2 separate regions of the Mus musculus genome follow, and region 1 is linked to region 2. A link is a contact called in public HiChIP or PLAC-seq data. All regions are on one chromosome and are shown on one strand. Each heading gives the region's core, a stretch centred on a gene start, on an enhancer-like site or on the middle of the called end of the contact. The rest is flanking DNA. Distances are from core to core; before and after follow the strand shown. Region 1 overlaps Gm35727 (a long non-coding RNA gene). Region 2 overlaps Hs6st2 (heparan sulfate 6-O-sulfotransferase 2).

What was found. HiChIP or PLAC-seq counts read pairs in DNA pulled down with a chosen protein or histone mark.
Region 1: an H3K27ac HiChIP or PLAC-seq map of extraembryonic endoderm stem cells shows a contact between it and region 2, with 5 times the contacts expected there. The contact joins two enhancer-like sites. A contact is called at or near these places in 8 of 39 promoter capture datasets (the 3T3-L1 cell line, 3T3-L1-derived adipocytes, cranial neural crest and 4 more), 1 of 15 datasets of contacts at CTCF or cohesin (the NIH/3T3 cell line), 11 of 484 Hi-C or Micro-C datasets (Sertoli cells, adipose-derived mesenchymal stem cells, brain and 7 more), 11 of 115 datasets of contacts at active chromatin or transcription factors (the NIH/3T3 cell line, embryonic forebrain, embryonic limb bud and 6 more) and 2 of 9 other capture datasets (adipose tissue and liver).

The regions. Positions count from the first base shown.
Region 1 is chrX:51,695,941-51,702,660 of GRCm38.p6, reverse strand. All of the region lies in intron 1 of Gm35727 (a long non-coding RNA gene), which reads right to left. Among named protein-coding and RNA genes, the nearest start is that of Gm35727, 18 kb to the right of the region's middle. Within about 2 kb of position 3,335, at least 3 of the 459 cell types and tissues checked have an H3K27ac peak or open chromatin away from gene starts, as enhancers often do. A contact at or near this core is called in extraembryonic endoderm stem cells, where this site is marked.
Region 2 is chrX:51,512,263-51,519,166 of GRCm38.p6, reverse strand. All of the region lies in intron 2 of Hs6st2 (heparan sulfate 6-O-sulfotransferase 2), which reads left to right. Among named protein-coding and RNA genes, the nearest start is that of Hs6st2, 170 kb to the left of the region's middle. Within about 2 kb of position 4,121, at least 21 of the 459 cell types and tissues checked have an H3K27ac peak or open chromatin away from gene starts, as enhancers often do. A contact at or near this core is called in extraembryonic endoderm stem cells, where this site is marked.

The DNA.
Region 1 (6,720 bases), core at 2,086-4,585, 180 kb before region 2:
TGAGACTATGACGTGAGAAAATAATGTGAATTAATTTCTTCTTCTTTTTTTCTTTTTTGGAAAAGTATATCTTAGAGCTAAAATATATGATAGGGTGACAGGACACTCTATTCCAGGTAACTGAAAAGAAGCAGCTAACTGTGTAGCTCAGTGGTTCAAGGCATGCTTACCTAGCATATGCAAAACCCGAAGGTTAAGTGGAAGGAAGGAAGGAAGGAAGGAAGGAAGGAAGGAAGGAAGGAAGGAGGGAGGGAGGGAGGGAGGGAGGAAGGAAGGAAGGAAGGAAATACAAGTTTTGAGAAGGAATCTTGCTGTCTTGCACTGGCTAGCTTGGTGAGTGTTATGAAGCCCAGACTAGCCTTGAACTTGTCAGGATCCTCCTCCCTCTGTCTCTAGAGGGCTGGGATTAAAGGCTTCTACTACCACATCTAGCCAGAAAGATAAATCATTTTACAAATTTCTTTTAATATACAAAGTACAGCAAAGTGAAACATGCTGACAATTTCATGGCTATCAGCCATAATGGCGTGTCATCCCAGGGAAGGTGAGAAGCATCCTTATAAAAGTATTTTTTATTCTATCAGAGGCTGCTTTAGAACAATTTATTTATAAAGCCAATGAAAGGCCCTGTATATCTAAGATGACAGTAGACTGAACAATAGGGAAGATGCTTGAGTTTTGCGTACAAAGGCAAATTAAACTAACCTGTCAGAGCCTATTATTTACATACTGCAGCGTCTGGCTTCATTACTCTGTAAAATGCCTCCCGTTTACTTCTCTATCTTTTGTTGTTCTGTAGAGTTAATCAAAAGAGGATCAAACATGCTGTGCCTTTAAAAAATTATTGAAAGGAATAGATATTTTTTTTCCTAAGCAAACTGCTACAATGTTTTATTGCTGCCTGTCTGTATAGTCCATTAAGAGATCCAAATCCATGTCCTCAACTGGGGCGGTAGCTGCTAACTGCTAATGACAGGAGAGTATAAAAAGTGACTTCCCATCACACCCACAAAGCACTGGGACCCTTTCTTTTTTTTCTTTCGAAAACACTCTCCTTCTCATAGATTGTCATAGATAGATTTAATAGTTGTCAACTAAAGCCAAAGAGGTCATAAAAGATGAAGGAAGAAAACCTGTATTTAGGGGCTGCAAAGATGGCTCAGGGTTAAGAGAACTTGCAGACAATCTAAGTTTGGTCCCCAGCCTCAAACTGCATGAACTTTGAAGCAGGAATGTTTATTGCACTCAAAAATATATGCAGTCATTTAGAGGCCATATAATTCAACGTAGAGAAAAAGCCTCACCTACTCTAGGATGTGTCTCACTGGCTTATTTGGTAAGTTTCCTCACCAATTTTCAGAAGTAAACACTTGAAACTGACATTCTGAGTACTATCCGTACCTAGAAAAATGTTTAAGTGTTCTGAGTGCCTTGAAGCTTGAAGGCCTGCTTGTCACTACAATAATGTTGTCTACTCAAGACTTCAAGACTTCAGGCCTAGGCTAGTGTGGGTCCCTAGCTGGGATGATTTGCATGAGAATATCCTATATAGCCTCATATATTTGAGTGCTTGGTCTCCAGTTGGTGGAAATGTTTGGAAAGAACTAGGAGGCATAGTTAGAGGAGGTGTGTTACTGGATGTGAGCTTTGAGGTTCCAAAAGGCCATTTCCTTTAGCTCTCTCTCTCTCTCTCTCTCTCTCTCTCTCTCTCTCTCTCTCTCTCTAATTTGAAGATCAGGATGTAAGCCCTTAGCTACTACTGGTCCAGAGCCATGCCTGCCTGCCTACCTGACTGTTACCATGGTCCACCCTGTGACGATTATGGACTCTAATCCCTTGGAACCCTGAGACCCAACAAACATTTTCCTTTATAGGTTGCCCCAGTCATGATGTATTTTCACAGAAATAGAAAAATAACAAGATATTATCCTATAATATGGTTTGTGATAGAGCTGAATTTTGGATTCTTTTCTACCACTTGCTAGCTCTGTGAACCTGGGCAACTGATTTTACTTCATTTTTGTACCGTTTATAAAATGAGTATGGTAAAGAGTCTATTATTTGTTGTGAGAAGGCATTTAGATAGCAAAGCAATATATTATCATTCAAGAATAGTTCCATGTATTATTTGTATCAGAAAAGAGTGGCAGTGAGTCCCTCCTCCTCCCAAAATGAATATGTAGTTGCTTGGTAAGTGCCGAATTTAAGGCCACTTTGGGATTGAGTAGAATAAACTGGAGTTCTCTGTAGACAATAATCCTTCCTCAGTGAGAAGGCAGCCCCAGGTTCTCATCTCGAAGAACAAGTAGCCTTGCCTTTTTTTCCCCCTGAAATCTTCATCAATTTTGGACCTGGAGCTTGTGTTTGGGGCTGAGGTGGTAACTGAAAAAAAAAAAACAACAACAACAACAAAAAAAAACACTGTGTTTTACTGCGAAATGTACTGTCTTGATTCCCTTTTCTCCAAAGAAGAATTTAATCTCATCAAATCCTTAAAATTCAATATCTTTAGAATCCTCAAAAGATTCTGAAGAATGACTTTAGTTGCATGAAGAAGTCTTTGCCGTTCTCCATATGGCCTCCTGTTGAGATAGAGGTCCCTCTTTTTGTTCCTGCTACTGCCCCATCTTATGGGGACTAAACCTGTTCCTTCAATGCACTTAATCGTTTTAAGCCTGGTCCTATCTCCAGCCAGTCCTTCTCAGAAACCTCTTTTAAAACTGCTTCTTCCTCCCACCCCCGAGACAAATTGTTTTCTACTCTCCTCACTTGTTCAAATCGACAAAAATCCATAAGAAATGCGTCCATGTGGAGACCTGCTCAAGCAGTTTCCACTAGGGACATGGTTGGCCATATCTGCAGTTCAAGAGGCAGCAATTGTTGGCACACACTGCTGTGAGCCTGGAATGACATATCTTCATAGCCAGGATTGAAAAACAATCTTTAAAATGGAGGGAATTCTCCCATTGTTTGATGTCTGAGATAGTATTCTCAGAACAATTCATTTAGGGGTTGGGTGTGTAGCTTAATGGTAGAGCATGTGATAACCATGTACAAAGAACTGGGTTCCATCCTGGCACAAAACAAACATGCAAACAAAAACAAAGCACATTTTAACTGAGAAAGTGGAAAGGTAAGAACCAAGCCTGTAGCTTGAAACCCTAGGGAAGGAAGGAAGTTCCCAAGGCCAGAGATGGGAAAGGAGGAGGGGTTGGAGAATGGAGTGTGTCAAGGAGGATCAACTGCTGACTTTTCTCCTTTGCACGGTGTCTATCTGGCCCCAAGCTGTTGATTTGTGAGCATGAATGCTTCCTGCTTTGTCCTGTTACTTTATCCCTGGCAATGAAGGGCAGAGAGAACAAGGGACAGCTGTTTAACATCCCGCTCTAGCTGTTTTGCTGAGAACAGAGTGGAAAGAGGAATGCATTCATGTTTATTGAGCACCTGCTATCTGCCAGTTACCAGGAATGTCCATATCACATGAGTCTTAGTCTATAGGCGGGGTGTGTGTGTGTGTGTGTGTGTGTGTGTTTGAAATAACCCACCGGACAGAGTCAGCCAGCTGGGAAATAAGTGAAAATGCCAAAAGCCACACAGCTAGCTCACTTAGCCATCTTGTGCTCATCATTATTTTCTGCTTTTCAACAGATGTGGGAAAGCTGAGAATTAGGCTGAAAGGCTCTCCCAAGATCCCACAGCTAGTTTATGGTAGGGCAGGATAACTGTGGGTTCTCTTCTCTTCATGAGAAATCATACAGCCTACTTGTAGCAGTATGGCATGCAAGACCCGGGAAAGGGACATGTCAGATTTCACTTGGGCATTTCTGTTAGTGGGTATCAGGTATTAAACTGCAGGCACGAATATTTCCAGAGGAACACAATTAGAAAGGCAAACACAATGTCTAATTCCTGCTTGGCAGCTGCCTATATATATATGGACAAAGAAGTGAAAGAATAAAGGGAGAAAGAAAAACAGAGAAATCAAGGCAGTCAAAAGCATATATTTTTAGAGAGCTCAAAAGATAAAAATGATAGTCTCCCTTGGAGTTTATCTTAATGAGCAAGACTCAATCAATGGAAAGTGACAGATGGGATAATTTAAAGTTCAACTTTCCTTCGTCTCTTTCTTTGTATAAAAGAGAAGCAACTTTTTGATCTTTTTTTCCTCAGCTGTAATATTCTGCTGCAGAAAGAAGATTGAACACCGAGTACCACATTAATATGTTATTGGCATCTTTCTTTTTTCATATCCTACATGTTGATTGTAAAACCGTCCAGGGAGACTGATAGCTGTAATATATTACAGTTTCTCAACCTCAAATTAATTTCATAACAGTACAGTAGAGCCAGATACTCTGCTTCAAGAAGTATCTTAAAGTAGGTAATATTCTTTTCTTTTGAAGCCCTGGTTCTGGCTATTTTATTTATGGGATAACCTATTCTGACTGCATTTTTTTTCTTGCTCCACTACCAAATAAAGTAATTACCACTGCACCTGGAGGGTCCCATTCAGCAGCAGGAGCTTCAATGCACGTGAGTCCAGAGTGAACTGGACAAAGTACAGGAGGATCAGAGGAACTCTGTGTGAGAAATGCAGCCCACGTCTTCCTGCTCCAAGCTGCAGGCTAAGTCGGCATGCTCATGTAGACACTGCAGGCTAAGTCGGCATGCTCATGTAGACACCTCTTAAGCTAATGAGCTCATTCAGGAGCAAGGTGCCTGTCAGTGCTTTATTCGAACCCTTTCCTCTTTCCACAGCACTGTTTCCCACCCTGAAGTGAGAGCCTAAGAACACTCTGTCCTTCTGGCTTTTGCTTGGGGAAATAGTTGTGAGAGATGAATGTGAGCGTTCTCACTTCCCATTCCACTGAGTCTAAGGACTGATGTAGCTGCCACAAAGAATCTGACATAGATGCCAGGCTTGTACTCTTTTCCTCTAGAGCTGTGCTGTGTAATTTGGTGGTCACATGTCACATGTGACCATTCAAATTAAGTTAAAATTATTTAAAACTGAATCAGGTTAAAATTTAGCTTTTCGGGGCAGCTGGAGACACAGATCAGTGGTAGAGTGCTTTTTCTAGCAAGGTACCAGGGCCCAAGTCTAATTAATTCCTAACATGACAAAACAAACAAACAAACAAACAAAACACCACCACCACCACCGCCACGACTACCACCAACACCACCAAAACCCCCTCCATTTCATCTTAGTGGCATACCCTTGGAAATCTGAGGCATGAGGATTGCCTGTAGTGAGCTCAAGGTTAGCTTGGCAAATTAGTGAGAACTTGTCTCCAAAAAAAAATCCAAAAACAAAAACAAAAACAAACAAACAAAAAAACCCCAAAAACTTAGAGGAGGATGGAGTGGAGATAAAGCTCTGAGGTAGTGTTTGCCTAGCACATGTGAAGCTCAGTATTGAAAAAAAGAAGTTTCTTAGTTACAGTAGTTGTGTTTGAAGTGCTTAGTAGCTACATACACAGACGAAGAATATTATCATCATTGAAGAAAGTTGTCTTTGACAGCCCTTCTTGACTCCAACTGTGTCTGATCTTTAAAGAAGAATAGAATAGAGATTAGTTTCTGGGAGAAAGCACATTTCTGGGCAGAATTTGCAGAATATCATTGTTCATTGTTACTGGGTTGTTTGTTTGTTTTTGTATGTGCATTGCTCTATGAAGGGAACATCTTTGAATGTGTAGTTCTCTACAGAGTATTCTCAACTGTCAGAAACAATGTAGGACATCTGTGAATGTTGTATAATTTGTAAATCATATAAGTAAAATAGAATGAGATTGGAGAGGCTGGGCACAGAAAGTTCAATGGGTATAAAAACATCACTAAAAATTTCCCTCATCTAAGCTCAAAAGAAATTTCTCCAGTATCCTAATAGTTCTTTTTTTAATGTGGTTATTATAACTATGAAATTAATTTATAATTAAAATAATCATATTCTAATGTTCATGTCTTGGGTTAGTATTTAACTTACTTATTACTTTTAATTTATCAGGCACTCTTCTAGGTATTTGCTGGACATCAACAACTAACTAAAATGCCTTCAAAGCAAAAGCTTGCATCCTAGTAGGAAAAGATAGAAAGCTAACTAAACCAGTAGACAAATGAGATATGTGGGAATGTTTCCATGGCAGTAATGGACAACTGCTGGAGGTGGACAAGGCATATGTCCTTGGTGCATTTGACAGAGTAATATCTCATTTTAGAGATGTAAAAGATTAAATGAAATTTGGCCAAAATTCACGAATACCTACACACATATCATACTGTGTGATGGTAAGGTCTTGCTAAGTGAAATACTTTCATGCCATGTTCACAGGACTTCCTTTTTTTCCATGTGTGTACATGTGTATGTCTATGTGTATGTGTAGGCAGGTGCATGTGCATGTGGAGACCAGAGGAAAACTCCCTCCTTATTGTGTTTTGAGACAAGGTCTTTCACTGATTTAGAATTCACCAGTTAGCAGATCATCTGACCACTGAATCTTGGGAATCTCCCTGTCTTTACATCCCTAACACTGGAATTATAAGTGTACATCATCACTGCTGGCTTTTTACATGAGTTCTGGGGGATTGAACTCGGACCCTTTTGTTTTCAAGGCAAGCATTTTACTGAGCCATCACTCAAGCCCAGAACTTCCTGTTTTGGCAGCAATATGGCATTATCTATTCTTTTTGGTCATACAACTTCTACACTTGGGTTTA
Region 2 (6,904 bases), core at 2,872-5,371:
AAATGTATTGATTGTTTTTATCTCTATCATGAGAGATTGCTTTCTAGACGGTGATAGATGACAACTCTCCATACCACTTCATCTGCCAACTGGACAGAGTGTGACAGAGACAGTTTCCATGTTTTGTAGACTGAGCAATTAGCTGTGACAGGCAGCTCCAAGCCCTTAGTGACCCTGTCATAGCCCTAACATGGTCAAACTGGGCAAGATTAAACATGTCTGAGCTGCAAGTTGGTGCTCAAACTGATGGCTCAGTGGAAAGATTCTTTGAAAGTGACAGGGTCATCCCAAAACCAGGGTGGGCCCTGAAGAGATTTGAGAGCAGGGCCTGGCATGTGTACTATGTGTTACCCCTCCAAATAACCATGAAATAACAAGAAGTCCCCAGAAAAAAATAAGACATAAATGTCTTTGAGCCCAATATAATATACAGTCCCACTTTCTTGGAATTTCTTATTACAATACCATTAATACACACTAGATTCTTGCATTTCACAAGGCACTTTCATATGCATTAGATCATTTTATGCTTAAAATTTTCTCTTTGGAGATAGATCCTGTGTTTTTACTGTGTTACAAATGAGTGACTGAGCCTCTTTCTTATTGCCTTGGGCACTCTGTAAGGCTTAAGGGACTGACTTCTAGTCCAGACTTACTATTTTCACTATTCTGTGCTTCGCAGTCATCCAAGCTTATACCAAGCCCACACACCAAGTAGTTATAACAAGTCAGGTTTATTGAGCTCTTGATATGCTCCATGCACTTCATGTAACTTACTTAATTTTCATAACAATTTAATGGAGACAATTTGATTGTTATTGTCTTTATTTTGCAGGGAAGAAAAAAACAAGGCTCAGGAAAGTTAAGAAACTTCTCTGAGTTTCGTGTTAATAGATGAGAGAGTTAAGAGTTCAACTCAGTTAAAGCTCAGTTATCTATTATGTGCTATTTCAGGCAACCAGTGCCTTATCCTTTCAAAAAAAGGAAAATAACATTACAAGTAGAAAGAAATGAGTGGATTTGTTTCCTGTGCTCTTGCTAGCACCATGGTGCAAAGGAGAAAGTATTCCTTTAAAAGTACCTCTTGTAAGGGGCCAAGAGGAGCTGGCATGATGCACCAGATGTATAGTCCCGTTTGAGGGTGCTCTTCTGTTATACTCATGTATCCTTTTTCCAGTTAACTTTGATTTGAATCCCTGGCAACATCACCACCACTATTTTGGGGGGGGGTATGACTCTCCTCTGTAGATGAGACATGTAAAGTTATGAAAGAGACACATAGCATAATTAACATTATGTATTCCTCATATATTTCTGCAAAGAACCTTATGGGTCTCACAATTGAGGCCATCATTAAGTGACAGAGTGACAAAGATAACCTGAAACCTTGCTGAAGAAATGCAAAAGGGAGAAGATTTGAGCAGTAAAATTTCTATCAAGACTTTGGAGTGGGAGTATTTTCAAGCATTTTATAAGCACCACGTGTATGGTTGTGGGGCTTCCAGTAAACACATGGCTCCTGTCCTCAAGGAGCCCAGAAATCTACTAGCGTTAAAACCATCAGTGAACTTGAGCATTCAATTTGGCTTTGAATTCAAGCCAGACAATAAGTGAAATGTGATGGATGATCCAGTATGCATCTGCTATGTGGAGTAGTGTGTGTTCTTCACAAGAGACAAGCTTCTCTATTGGGCTGAATAATGATGGCAAATTATTATTTTATGTCAATAGTAGCCAATATTCTTTGAGCATTCATTGGGTGCTAACTACTGAACCAGGTAAAAGGCACGACTATTCTATTCAATCCCCATAAATATCTCCATGGTGTACATCTTTGTGAAAATTAAGCAATTAAGGTGAAAAAGATTCACCAATTATACATAAAGGGAGAAATACTCAATGGAGGTTTTGCAAAGGTTGTCTTTGACAACATCATCACATGAACTTTGTGTCATTTCTGTTCTTCTTCCCATTCCATGTGAGTATACAGTCTCCAAAAGCAGTAACCCTAGCCAATGTGTTTCAATAGTGCCATCTTTGTCCTCACAATTCAGAAGACAACGTAACTCCTCTTCCATGGACCAAGTATAGAAAACCTTCCCTTGTTAAAGAACAACATAGGCACTTCAGCGCCTGTCTTGTCCAAGACAGTGGAGAGACAGGCAAAAGGATGACTGGCCTACTGGCCTGAGAAATAGCAGGGCTTCAGACCCAAGCCTCCACGGTTCAGACACCTTCCATGTCCACTTCTAGAATTGGCTTCCATGCCTGTCACAAACATGTTTATGTGAGTCCTATTGCTCTTAGGATTTAAGGTGACATGGGAAGAAAGGCTGTAGAACTACATGAAGAGCCAGCAAAGGGCAAGATAGAGTTAGAGCAGTGGCTTATACCCTCATTAATATACTCTGTTTCCTCCTTTGCTACAATCCATTGCTCTGATGGCTCGTGTTAGTGCTACTAGCTCTCTCTCTCTCTCTCTCCCTCCCTCCCTCTCTCTCTCTCCCTTCCCCTCCCTCCCTTCCCCTTCCCTCTCTCTCCTCTCCTCTCCTCTCCTCTCCTCTCCTCTCCTCTCCCCTCCCCTCCCCTCCCCTCCCCTCCCCTCCCCTCCCCTCCCCTCCCCTTCCCTCCCCTTCCCTCCCCTCTCCTCACTCTGTACCACTTTATGGTGTCCATGCTACCCACACCTGTTTTTCAAGCATACTTAGCCTTAACAGAGCTCTCTTCCTTTGGCATGTATATATTGTTCATACATGCATGCTCCAAAAAGGATGCTTTTTGAAATCAAAACAGAATGTGTACGAGCTAGGTATTTGTTCATTAGCTATGTGACTCTGCTCCCATCAGTTAACTTCTGAACCTCAGTTCCTTTGGTAAAGCATAAACAGTGTTGACCACAACACTGTGTGTAGTGTGTCTGGCCTCTAGTGAACAATAAATGTAACTTTAATCATAATACTTGAGGGCACATTTTGCCCCCAGCCAAGTTCAGCCACCTGCTCTCAGGAAACGAACTTAAGAGCTAGTTGAAAGATAGAAAGCAGAATATGGAGATGTATTCAATATGGCCACATTGGGAAGAGAGACAAAGAGATCCATGAAATTTCCCCAGTCTATCTTTGGGGTCCTGAAGTGAGCTTAATATTTAAATAGAGGTCCAAAGATATGCACATCTAAGCTGTCCTGGTCAAGGTGTGGTGGCGCCTACCTTTGACTCATCCTTGGCTGGGCTTCAGTTTCATCCACTAAGGTGGCTGACAAGTTGTTAGAACTGTGACATCTCTTTTTAGGAGACAAGTTTCTTCTTCTGGAGGCTTTGCCTTTTACCAACATTAGGTTCCTGGGGAAACTGCCCTTTCTTTGGAGTTCACTGTCTCAGCGGGCAGATTCGTTGAGACATGTTCAGACTTTCGTTAGATTTTCTTTCCCTCTAGAGTCCCAGAAGCTTTTACGGAAAGTTCTGAACCTTCACATTGGTTCTTCCCTGCTTAGAATTCAGAATAATCTTTCTATCATCAAATTATTTGCTTTTTATATTTCACAAAATTCACCATTTAAAATCGATAAGTGGAATTTAGTACACTGACATTATTGTGGATTTATCATCACTTTAGTTATGAAATATTTAAAATCACCCCGAAGTGAGACCACCTACTCACCCACCAACCATTCGTCATCCCCCACCTACAAATTATTTACTTTTCACATCTGTTTCTAAAACCTTGCCATTCTGTAAACCTGAGTTGAGGGAGATAAATTCTAGGTCGTTAACTTTTCTTAAAAGCCAGTAATATATTTCCAAATAGAAGAAGTAGATTGTAACAAAGGCTGTCTTATAAAAGAAGAGAGTGAAAACCCGAACATGATGAGCTCCTACTGTGGCTGTTACAGAAATGGACTCTTTGATATTTATTCTTTCTATTTTACAGTATTTTCTTGCTCTTAAGGGGAAGAGAGAAGGGACCCATTTGCACAAGTGAAGGGATAGACTTTTCTAGATGGCCCTGTAAACAAGTGGTGAGAAATCTAGGGGAAAGGTCAGCAGGTCAGTCTCTTTGCAGTTAGTTTCTATCCTGACACATTCCAGGGGAGGAATTTCAGTCTTGGGAGGCACCAGATAACCCTCAGGGGAAGCATGGCCCTTTGAAGTAACTGATTGTCTGTTTCTTCAGCTGCTGATCCACTCACACCACCCAAATCAGTGGGGCCCCCCTCATCAGCACTCAGGTACAGCCTGGCTGACCGCTGCATTGCAGTGGAAGGATTTATAAGCAGGCTGTGGGAGGGGGCAGTCAGTCACCATAGAGACAAAAGACAAATTCCAGTTGGCTGTATCTTCAAGAAAGGGAGAGAAGGACAAACAGTTAAGAAAATTCCTTGGTGAAAATCCTGTGGGATTTTGCAGATGGCTGTGAAGACTGTGTTAACCAGCTTGCACTGTGAGACAGTGGGGTTACCCACAAAGGCTTCTTGAGAAGATAAAGGACTAAGCAGGCTTCTTGGCTTAGGCTTAGTGACTGTTGGCTGATGTACTTTGCCTAGAGTATTGATGACATCAAATTATAAAGCATAATTTCTTCCTAAAAAATGTCAGTTTTGGAGCAACTTTGATACAGGTGTTATGTGTGTGTGTGCATACATGCTGACGATCAAACCCAATGTCTTCTACATGCTCTCGATGAAACTTCACAAGTCAGTTATATCTCCAACCCCTGCTGCAGCTTTTAAGGCCATAAAAGGATGTAAAGCAGGTTAGTGTGCTTAGGAAACCTTAGTTGGTTTTGATGGTAAATGACGTTCTCATAGTCTAGAAGTGAACACCTAAGAGATGGTGACAATGTCAACTGGTGAAACTGTTATACTTTAACCTCCGTTAGAACCATCCTAGAGACCAGGAATGTGCCTCTTTAAAATTCCGATTCCTAATGTCACAATGAAAATACCAGACTCAATATGCTAACTTAAAATTACTGAAAATATGTTTCTGATTCAGATTTCTGCATCCCTAAGTCAGAAGAACTGCCGGTATCAAAAAGAAACATTTAAGTAAGTGACCCTGAGTAGTTCTAAAGTATTTGATCTTGAACCTAAGCCAACAGAAACAGTAGTCTCTGGAATTCTGGGGGTGTGAACTGTAAAGGGGTAAATTGGGAGAAAAATCTACTTTCCACTTCAAATTTAGTCTTCCAACTGTTTTATTGAGGTCCAGTGGGCCAACATGGCTAAGGGCACAGACTGAGCCCCTCAAGTCTCATAACAGAATCAGAATAAACTGATTATTCATAAAGTTCTATGAGCAAGTTGCACTATGAATGAGTGATCATAAATAAAGTAGGATATTCGCACTCATTTCTGCATGTGTGGATTTCTTCCCTTCCCAAGAGACTTAAATCTGTGGCCATTATCTGTGATTGAAAACACATTAAGTGAAGTTGTCAGACAAGCTTTTGACAGTTATAGCCTTAACTTCATCCGTGAGATTAAATTTGAAAAGTATTCTTGAAGGCTTAATAAATAGAAATTTCTAAAAGTTTCATGCTGAAGGCTATTCTCTTTTTCTTCATGTTTTTTTGAATTGAGGAAGGATGAAGTTTTACCTCCTATTCAAAAGATAGAAGATTTAGTAGCTCCTATGAAATTTACCCTTTCTGTTCCTGGAGAAAAATATTTATTAGAAATCAAACTGCATTGTGGATGCAAGTGGAATCGTTTTGTTTTTTATGGCTGTAGTTAGATGGGTTCCTATAAATGAGCCTTAAATAGTCTGCTTTAATGTCTCTTAAAAAGCAAGTATTTCACAAAGAGGGGACAGTTTCAACAGCTCAAGTCTTAGTTTGGCCCATTGGCTATGTTTATCTCAAAGCCTTTAAAGAATCTAAACTTGATCCAAAACTTGATCTTCAGCTGAATAGGAGGAGGAGAGAACGTGAAAGATAGCCCCTCCCTAGAGCAGTAGGTGTCTCTCCCTTCCTCCTAGTTGGTTCTTTAGGATATCCTACAGTCATTCTGTAGTCTTATACCCTACCCATGTTCCAATATCTGTCCAGTTTTCACAGGCCATATTACAACTCTGCCTTCTGACAGACAGTGGCCCATGGGTAACTCTTCTGAGGGGTATTTAACGAGACTGTAGAACTGGCTTGGTGGCCCCGATTAAGCATCTGGTTCAGTAGCTGTAAGCTTGAGGTTTATGTTCCAAAGGCTTCAGCATCTCTCAGGAAGTCCCCCTTATCTCCTCTCAGTGATGTTCACTTCTCTTTCTTGGGAAATTCCTTTGCTAATAACATATTTGAGGTGAATTAAAATGTCCTCCTCCCACAGCTTCAGCTTCCTGTTCCTAAGGGTGACTTACACAATTAGTCCTAAATAGTTCCAGCTGTTAAGGTTTCCCCAGGGATGCTCTTTGTCAAGTGGTTTTCCCGTTGGTAAATTTGACTGCTTCTAATGAGGCTGTGTGCTTTATGTGTAATAGACAATATTAGATTACACATCTACATCTTTACGGTACCTCTTAAACCTCCAAAACCCTAGAGTATTAAGTATTCTCTGAGATCACTCTTGATAATCATCTATCTAATGGCATTTTCCCAGTTGTGGTTGGACAAAACAAAAACCAACCAAGCAAACGAAAAACCCTTTTCTGTTGCCTCTCATGGAGTGGAGCCTAGTTCTTCTGCTCTGTTTTTTTTTTTTTTTTGTGATCAGTGTATTTAGGGAACTATCTTTTCACTTCCTACAAGACACACACTGGACAGGAGCAGTGTGTTCAAGGGGATGGGTTATGTAGGCTAGCAGCAGAGAGGGGGATGCAAGGCCAACAGAACAATGAAGAAAATGATGTCACAATTAGGTCAGAGAGCCCCTAGTCAGCAAGGGTGTGTCACAGGTAGAAAAGTAGTTCAAG